Linked DNA regions of Mus musculus: all the other regions are linked to region 2. Evidence: chromatin contacts called from public promoter capture Hi-C data. All regions are on one chromosome and are shown on one strand. The core of a region is the stretch at or near the end of the contact, and the rest is flanking DNA. Distances in the headings are between cores, read along the strand shown.

The links. Promoter capture Hi-C pulls out the DNA fragments that hold promoters and counts their contacts.
Region 1: a promoter capture Hi-C map of pre-B cells shows a contact between it and region 2, with 3 times the contacts expected there. The contact joins the promoter of Skap2 here to the enhancer-like site in region 2. A contact is called at or near these places in 2 of 39 promoter capture datasets (hippocampal neurons and pre-B cells), 3 of 484 Hi-C or Micro-C datasets (cerebellum, cortical neurons and uterus), 2 of 115 datasets of contacts at active chromatin or transcription factors (astrocytes and neural tube) and 1 of 9 other capture datasets (embryonic tail).
Region 3: a promoter capture Hi-C map of hippocampal neurons shows a contact between it and region 2, with 9 times the contacts expected there. The contact joins the promoter of Evx1os here to the enhancer-like site in region 2. A contact is called at or near these places in 2 of 39 promoter capture datasets (hippocampal neurons and liver), 3 of 115 datasets of contacts at active chromatin or transcription factors (embryonic forebrain, embryonic hindbrain and embryonic midbrain) and 1 of 9 other capture datasets (liver).

Annotation. Positions count from the first base shown.
Region 1 is chr6:52,011,107-52,013,806 of GRCm38.p6, forward strand. It overlaps Skap2 (src family associated phosphoprotein 2), which reads right to left and starts at 1,443. Exons shown (of 13, transcript NM_018773.2): 1 at 1,229-1,443. The coding sequence starts at 1,295.
Region 2 is chr6:50,808,183-50,810,882 of GRCm38.p6, forward strand. All of the region lies in intron 4 of C530044C16Rik (RIKEN cDNA C530044C16 gene), which reads left to right. The region is part of intron 3 of Gm31455 (a long non-coding RNA gene); the gene reads right to left. Among named protein-coding and RNA genes, the nearest start is that of Gm31455, 13 kb to the right of the region's middle. Within about 2 kb of position 1,414, at least 30 of the 459 cell types and tissues checked have an H3K27ac peak or open chromatin away from gene starts, as enhancers often do. A contact at or near this core is called in pre-B cells and uterus, where this site is marked.
Region 3 is chr6:52,313,382-52,316,081 of GRCm38.p6, forward strand. Evx1os (even skipped homeotic gene 1, opposite strand) reads right to left here and starts at 1,451. Exons shown (of 4, transcript NR_038163.1): 1 at 1,390-1,451; 2 at 1-189. Evx1 (even-skipped homeobox 1) reads left to right here and starts at 117. Exons shown (of 3, transcript NM_007966.4): 1 at 117-890; 2 at 2,357-2,613. The coding sequence starts at 464.

The DNA.
Region 1 (2,700 bases), core at 193-2,692, 1.2 Mb after region 2:
TGTAATGAGACCAAACTGGTACTCCTCTAAGCTCTCATATAAGAAACTAAAACATTTCCTTAAATCAGCATCGACAGTTCTTTCATCATTTCTCTTAGTGCTATCCATGAATGATGAGAAGCATTTCTCAGAGTGACATAGCACACCCTCACCCTGCATCATGTTCATACAAACACAAGTCTCCATCCACACATAATGCAAACAACCCAACAGCTTAACAAGGTATTCTATGATGCTTGGTCTCATACTGTTGCAACTGTAACTTACTAGTTCAAATGTACCTTTTAGAGGACATTGTTTTTAACGATTAAAACACACAGTTAACAGCACAGGCATCTAAGCGAAACTTTTTAATCCATGATCTATATTGAAAGGAATGTTTTAGAGACAACCAAACTAAAATTATTCCATTTCCAGATGTTAGCATCTACAAGACAAAGTATATGGTGGTATCTAAGACCATCAGGATAGGTGAGACTTGTGATACTCTAAAAAGATGTATTTTTTATTTTGTGCAGAACTATCGAGCTTTTCTTGATGCTTAGTGGAACTACACACCTCCAGACATTACTGACCTAACTGAGGAACTGAGGAACCGCATTTCAACTCCTACAAGTAAGTTCCTATAAATGGGAATGTAAAACCAAAAAGGGGAAGATGAGGTTGCAAAGATGAAGTTCCTTGATCACATGATACAGGAAGTAGGAGTTTTAACACAGCCTTCCTTTTTCACTTTTAATAGTTACTGAGGCTTTAGAAATAGTGGCTATTTGAAAATCGGGCACCCTTCAAAACTATAAACATGTTTGGCCTGACTGTTCAAGAAAATGGGGGTGGGGTTGGAAATAGTGCCTTTTGGCCTCCTAACTCCCAACACCTGCGGCCCTGCAGATGCACCTGCATCCTTACTGGCCAGGCCACCCAGGCAGGACCTAGTGCTTGGACTTCTGCTTTCGCAGTTCTCAAACATGCATTCATCAACATTTGCTGTCCATCTCCCGCCCTCACATTCCGGTCTTCATGAAACGCATAACTGTCCGGCTGTCCAGGGAGGATCAGCACATTTCAGCATACACGCCCACTCCCTTCTAGTCCCGACATCCCAGTCCCCCTATACGGCCCGCCCCCCACCGTCCGCATAGGGTGAGGGCTAAGCGCTTCTGTCCCTGTCGGCTCGCCGTCCCCGCGCCCCCGCCCCTAGCGTCACCGCCCCCTTCCCGCTCTTTACCTGCCAACAGGTTCCTAATTTCCTCAGGGAGAGGGCCGGGAGAAGAGGTACAGCTGGGGTTGGGCATGATAATGGCTTGGACCTAGACTCGCAATAGCGGTCCGAGTAAGCACCGAGAGGCTACGACTCCGGACACGGCCCGTCCGAGACTGCCAACAAGGAAGTCACTAGCTCTCCAGCCAGCGGTCGCTGGACGCCGGGCCCTGCCCCCTCCCCGCCCGGGAGAATTGGGCGGGGCTATGGGTGAAGGGGCGGGGAGACCGGCCTTAAAACCTGACTGCGCTTGCGTAGACCTTGCTTTCTGACTGTCCGAAGAAAGCGCCTCCGGGTAGACCACGCCCACACACAGCCGGGAAGGCCACGCCCATACGCGGAAGCGAGCAGGAGGCGAGGCCTCCGAAGGAAGGGAGCGAATTGGAGCTGTGTCACCTGACCGGCCCTTGAAGCTCGTCCGCGCCATTTTCGTTACTGGTATGTCAGCCACACCTCTCTTTCTCCAGGATTCCGGAAAATAAAGCCTCCGCAAGGCTTACGCACTTTCCCTTTAAGGGGTCATCTAAATACTGGTCTTTTCCACCAAGGTTTAAACCCCCGTCTGGTAACCCACCAAGAAGTTTCTACCATTACCCCCCAACTAGCATGGCTTTCTTTGTCCCACTAGATGAAGGTAACGGAGTCCCATTTTCCGCCAATCCTTCCTGAGAGTCTTAGTCCTAAAACGGCGGAGCGTTCTGATTGGCGCTGACATTACTTTCCTACTTATTCTTGGTGTGGTTGATTTCTCTCGCTCTGACGGAATTAGTTCTAGATAATATCCTTTTAGGGTCAGGCACCTGAAATGTGCCAGAAAGCCACCTGTACCGTTGCCCGCTCTAAGTATTTTTTAATTGCAAATAGTGGTTAGAACAGGGAAAATATAAAATTTACTTCAATCTAGTCAGCAAAGGTTGAGTCTTTCAATATTACACGTTTACACTTAAAATCCAAAAAGTTCTGGGTCCTTTAGTCTTTAAAATGGGTGGTGTGTGTGTGTGTGTGTGTGTGTAGAAATGATAATTACATTCAAGTGCCATCAACCTTTACAATCCATTAAAACCTACTGTGTAGACATATTTGTCATGTAGATGACGCTACCAGAGCTACTTAAATACAAAAGAGGATGATACGAGTCTTCAGAGAGGAACTGACAAGGGAAAACATTTTGAATGTAAAGTGTGTATTTAGTTAAAAATATGCTTGGAAAGGTGGCTAATGATACACATCAAGTTGCACCTTCCACTTTCCTTTGCCAGGCACATCATTTTCAAAATGACATCTGAATATCACCTACCTACATTGGTAGAAACAAACAGTGGTTTGTTTGTTCTTATTTCTCCTAAGTTGTGCTCAGAATGTTGTGTCAAAGCTCCAATCAGGAGTATGTTTGTAGGAGGCACAGTATGGTGTGGGGGAAGGGGGTGTCTCTGTGAGAC
Region 2 (2,700 bases), core at 164-2,663:
CCTTCAGAATTCCTTTGAGTGTTCTTAGGACACTTAGGTAGGTCTAACAAGTCTCTTCCCCAAAAGATACATGTGTTGGTGAAAACAGCTCAGTTTTTGAAGAAAAGGGAACCTACCTGCAGTTCTCAAAATGACCAGACGGTGGCAGTACACCATCAGTGATGCCATAACTTTTTTTGAGGTTTAAAGTTTGAGAAAACTGAATGCTGAATAGGTTTTTATGGGGACACAGAATTTTCGGTGCTAGAGCTCATTAAGCAATGCAGATAAAAATGGATAGCCTACAAAAATTTAATTTCTGTTTTCAACAGTATTTAGTTCATTGTTCAAAGTTGGTGATGCTATAGCTATCTATCCATCTTTAGGGTGAGCGTTGCCTTAAAGCTGATGGAGCACCGCCTAGAAAACAAAACAAAACCCTCAGTGCAGGGCTTAGGAAAGAATGTCCTACAAGGAGAGGGATGCTAACCTTGGTTTAAATATAAATTAAACCCTCATCATCTTTTACAGTTAAGTGAAACTTCTCGAGACAGCGGTGAAAGGTCTCCCTTCAGATATCCAACCAGACTTCACCTGAGGGGTTTTTCTCTCTGGCTTTAACTTTGTATGCCCCCCCCACCCCCCAAGCCTTTGAAGTGGTTATTTTAATATTTGTTGTGCTAGTGAAAGGGCCTGGTTTTAGTCTCTGTTCGCATTGCATTTCCAGGCCAAACATTTGATGTTTTTGCATCGCTCCCTTCCGGGGACCACGACTCCACTTTGTTTTATGACCAGAGCTGAAGCCAGCACCCATGACCCCGGAGAAGGGGACTGAGTTATTTATCCCCTCGGACGTTTCATTAAAGCACGGTTCATCTCCGCAAACAGTGTTTCCTAAACATGCTCTCTGATTACACAGAATGTTTTGCCTGTCCAGCTAAGCCATATTTTTTTAAGGGACATTTTTAAACACGCATGTTCAGGAACTCGAGCACCCGGTGGGGCGGGGGCAGCCCGGTGTGCAGCATTTAGAAGTGGAGTTGCTTCCTAATAAATACACAGCGGGGTCCTACAGGCGTGGGAGGTCCGTTCATATTTGTGGGAGTTAAGAGCATGGATTCCAAGGGAATTCAGAGTACAGACACTTAAAATAACACCAGTAAAGCTACATTAACCGCAGTGCCCTCAACACGTTGCCTTGAATGTGGTGCAATTTTTATTAGGTGAGGTTTTGTATGTTAAAGCCAGAAAACAAAACCAAACAGAAAAGCCAAAGAAACGGGCAAAACTTGGGATAATCCCTCTGTAAATATTTAATGAGAAACAGAACTGAGGTAGGTCGCCATTCATCTACTTTGATAACAGAGTCTGTGGAGGCTCTCCTAGTGGACTCTGGGGCAGCAGGGCAGATCTCCCCTGGAGCAGCTCATCCAGGCTGTGGCTAACACTGACATACTGACACTTGTCACGTTCAGCCGGATGGCAGCTCATGTGGGCAGGACACGTTTGACCAGAATTCCCCAGTGTCCCTCTGGAAGGGAAGTGGGTTATGTTTCGTGACCAGGGTTATCTTTATTTACTCATGTTCAGGTCAGCAGAAGAAAACGCACTGCATTAAAGTGTCGCAGGGCCATCATCCCCTCTGCTTCACCAGCCTGGGTTTCTGTTCTGGATCCCGTCTGCCTCCCACTCCCACCCCCACCCTCCAGTCCTCCCAGGGCAATCCTAGCTTAGCAGCTGCCAAGAAGTCAGAAGTGGCTGACCTGCAAGCCCCTTAGAGTCACAGCCTGTGTCAGGAACAAAGAAAAGACTACCTCATGTCCCTTGCAGATGCACTGAGAAATCTGAGGTCACTCTGTGAGGATACATCTGATGCCCTCCGTTCTCCTCTATCAGACTCCTTTACTGACAACCGAGACCCCTCACAGTGTCTTTTGATTATCAAGTGAATGGGATAGTATTTCCAAGGCCTTTCTGTAGTAAACTCTCATCAGCCTGATTCTCAGATAGAGTATGAACTTAGAATACTGAATTATGAACAAAACAGAGAGATGACTTAACTGAAGGAGGCTCTAACGAGTATGCGTATGCTTTGACAGATGTAGAGTATTTTTGATTTTGGATTTTTTTCCTTTGGGGGAAAATATTTTATTTACTTTTCTTATGTCCATCTGATAGGCATTATCAATAAGTGGAAAGAATTAGCTTTCACGGATTCCATGGTGAATGGTAAGTGTGGTAGATACATTTAACCTGACTGTATCATGATACGTATTCATGATTAGTGAATTGTAGTGTTGTGGTTCATGTCTTAGTCTTTCAATAGTAACCATAATACCCTAGTATAATCATTAGATGTACTATCTAAAAAATGGAACTGTTGGCAAAGCCCACCCCCCATCACACACACACACACACACACACACACACTTCCTTAAAGCAGAGCTTACCCCTGTGTTCTTAGCCACCACTGAATTTTTTTTTTTTTTTTTTTTTGCTCTCAACTTTCACTAAATAACTAGAGGTGGCCACCAGACAATAAATTCTCCTTGATAGCCCTTCCCATCTCCTTCAAGATGTAGCACAGCACAGCTTGCTCCTGAGAAATTTAAAACGCTTTTGTTTGTTGTGTGCTGTGGCTTAAATTACCTCCCAACTTCTTTTTTCCTAAGTAGCTGTAGCTGATGATAGAGAGAAACAATTGGATCGCTCTGGAGACTC
Region 3 (2,700 bases), core at 201-2,700, 1.5 Mb after region 2:
TCTGTGTCTGGGTGTCTCCCTTTCCCAGTGTGTGTGTCTCTCTGTTTTCACACTCTCCTCCCCATTCGAGCGAGGCCCACACCTGGCGCATCACTGCCGAGCCATTAGCTGCGGGTCTCCTTTCATCTTCACTGTGGCAGACGTTTCTATTTATCCACTTGCGTTCGCCGAGTGGCGTCACCAGCGGTACTGTAATGACGATTGCAGCAGGAGGATGACAGCTTAGAAAGAAGAGGGCAATGGGGCTTCCTCCCAGAGGCGGTGCGGCACAGAGGAGCGCTCGCATCACAAGGTGACCCTAGCTCCCCACTGCCATCTCCGCGGTCGCCGTCGACACGGCGCTGGGGCTACCCGGCGCCTGCCTTGTCGCCTTAGCTCCTCTTCTCAGCCAAGATCCCAGGGAGCCTGGGATTAGGAGCTTACTTGGGGGTTTTCCCCCTCCCCCCCTCTGGAGAGTCCGGGGATGGAGAGCCGAAAGGACATGGTTATGTTTCTGGATGGGGGTCAGCTTGGCACTCTGGTTGGTAAGAGGGTCTCTAATTTGTCCGAAGCCGTGAGCAGCCCGCTGCCTGAACCGCCAGAGAAGATGGTGCCCCACGGTTGCCTGAGCCCGCGAGCCGGCCCTCCGACTTCCCGGGAGCGTGGCGGGGGAGGCCAGGAGGAGGAGCCGGTCGATGGACTAGCAGGCAGTGCTGCAGGGCTGGGCGCCGAGCCACGGTCTGCTGGAGCGGCCATGCTTGGCCCGGGACCCCCAGTCCCCTCCGCGGACAGCCTCTCTGGCCAAGGGCAACCTAGTAGCTCAGACACCGAATCGGATTTCTATGAAGAAATCGAGGTGAGCTGCACCCCAGACTGCGCCACCGGGAACGCCGAGTACCAGCACAGCAAAGGTAGCCACCTTGCCCCTCCGCTCCCCGGTCCGCCCACTCCACCCACAGTTCCCTTCATCTCAGGCCAGGTGCAAGATGCTCCTTTCCCTTGGGGCAGGATGGCTGGGGGTTGGGTGAGTGGGGCGGGGGCACCTGAACAACTCTTTTGCTCTCTGCACCTTAGTGTGTGTGAGGGCTCTCGTGTTATCCCATTAGAGTGACAGTTGTGCCTGGACGAATGTCAGCGTTGGCACAAGTCTTGACTTGAGGGGTCCAAAACGCACCCCAACCTCCCAACCCCCGAGTTTTGTGGGAATGATTCAGCTAAGACGGAAAGACACATCCGTCGGGTAGGGCAAGATCAAACGGTTGTCCGGGCAGTTTGACTGGAGGGGAGCAAGGCACAAGGAGGCGCGGAAGCCCGGAGAATATAAAGGACCGTAAAATCGTGGCGGACTCTGGTCTCCGGAGGGCTGCAGCCCTCCGACCAGTTTGCACGTCGGTCAGAGGTCCAAATTACCTTGTCACTTCCCGGGCTGGCGGCGCCAGGTCGGAAATGGTCCCAATGGTCTAATTGCCTTTGGTCTCCGGTTGCATTTGAAAAGGCGGGGATTGGGCCCTCCCCCTCCCTCTTTCCCTCAGTCTCACTTCTCCACCCAAAGGAAAAGCAGCTGCAGGGGGGCTGGAGCCCCACCCTCCTCTGGGGTGGGTCTAAGGGGTTGGTACTTTAATTACACTGCTCCTTCTCACCAGGGGCTAATGGGAGTGGGGGTGGATAGCTCAGAAGGGAGTCTCTCTATACCAACAATATCCACTCCTAGGAATGAAAGACTGGAAGCCCATCAGCAGACACACCTCCACAAAACCATGGGAATGGGTGGGAAAGGCTTGCCTCTACCTCTAGGCCTAGGCAGCCAACACCACCTTGTTAAGTATCCACCTCCATCTCCTATCATCTTATCATCTATCTAACCCAGCTTCTCTACCATACCATGTCCTCACAACCCATACTCAAAATATACCACTCCTGCAATAGGTGCAACCCAACACACATCCCCACACCTGGTACTGGCATACTGGTGCACACACACACAAGATCGAGGAAGCTCACTGTATGTCCAACAAGCTACAATACATTAACCTCAAGAATTCAGTGTTCCGGCACATCCTTACCCATCCCTACCAACACAAGCAGAGAGTTCAGGGGATATGCCCTTTGCTGCACCCAGGGGCAAGCGGAAGGGAAGCCTTTAGACCCAGTATGCCTTAGGTCCAGGTCTTCCAAACAGCCACTTTAAGCCTGCCCCAAACCTTTTCTGTGTCAAGACCTCTCCGGTGAAGCTTCCAGAGCCCCAGCAGAATCAGTGACTGAGGAAGCTAAGGGGTTCTCCTTCTAATGCCCCTCCTCCAGCCTGAAGTCAGCATTTGTTTGTGTATTTGTGTTGTGTCTCTGTATGTGCACCTGTGTGCTCTGGGCTCCTGTGCAGCGCCAGGCTCCGATGCTCTGGGTAGCAGTCCTACCAGTGGCAGCGAGGCCCCCAAGAGTAACGGTGGCAGCGGCGGCAGCGGCTCTCAAGGCACCCTGGCCTGCAGCGCCAGTGACCAGATGCGCCGATACCGCACGGCCTTTACCCGGGAGCAGATTGCAAGGCTGGAGAAAGAGTTCTACAGGGAGAACTACGTTTCAAGACCGCGGAGATGCGAACTGGCAGCAGCCTTAAACCTTCCTGAAACTACCATCAAGGTAGGCTGGGCTAGGATCCTCGAGGTGGCTATGTACCTAGGTTAGTAGGAAGGAGATGTCAACGGTCTACTGCAGCTGAATCGTCTG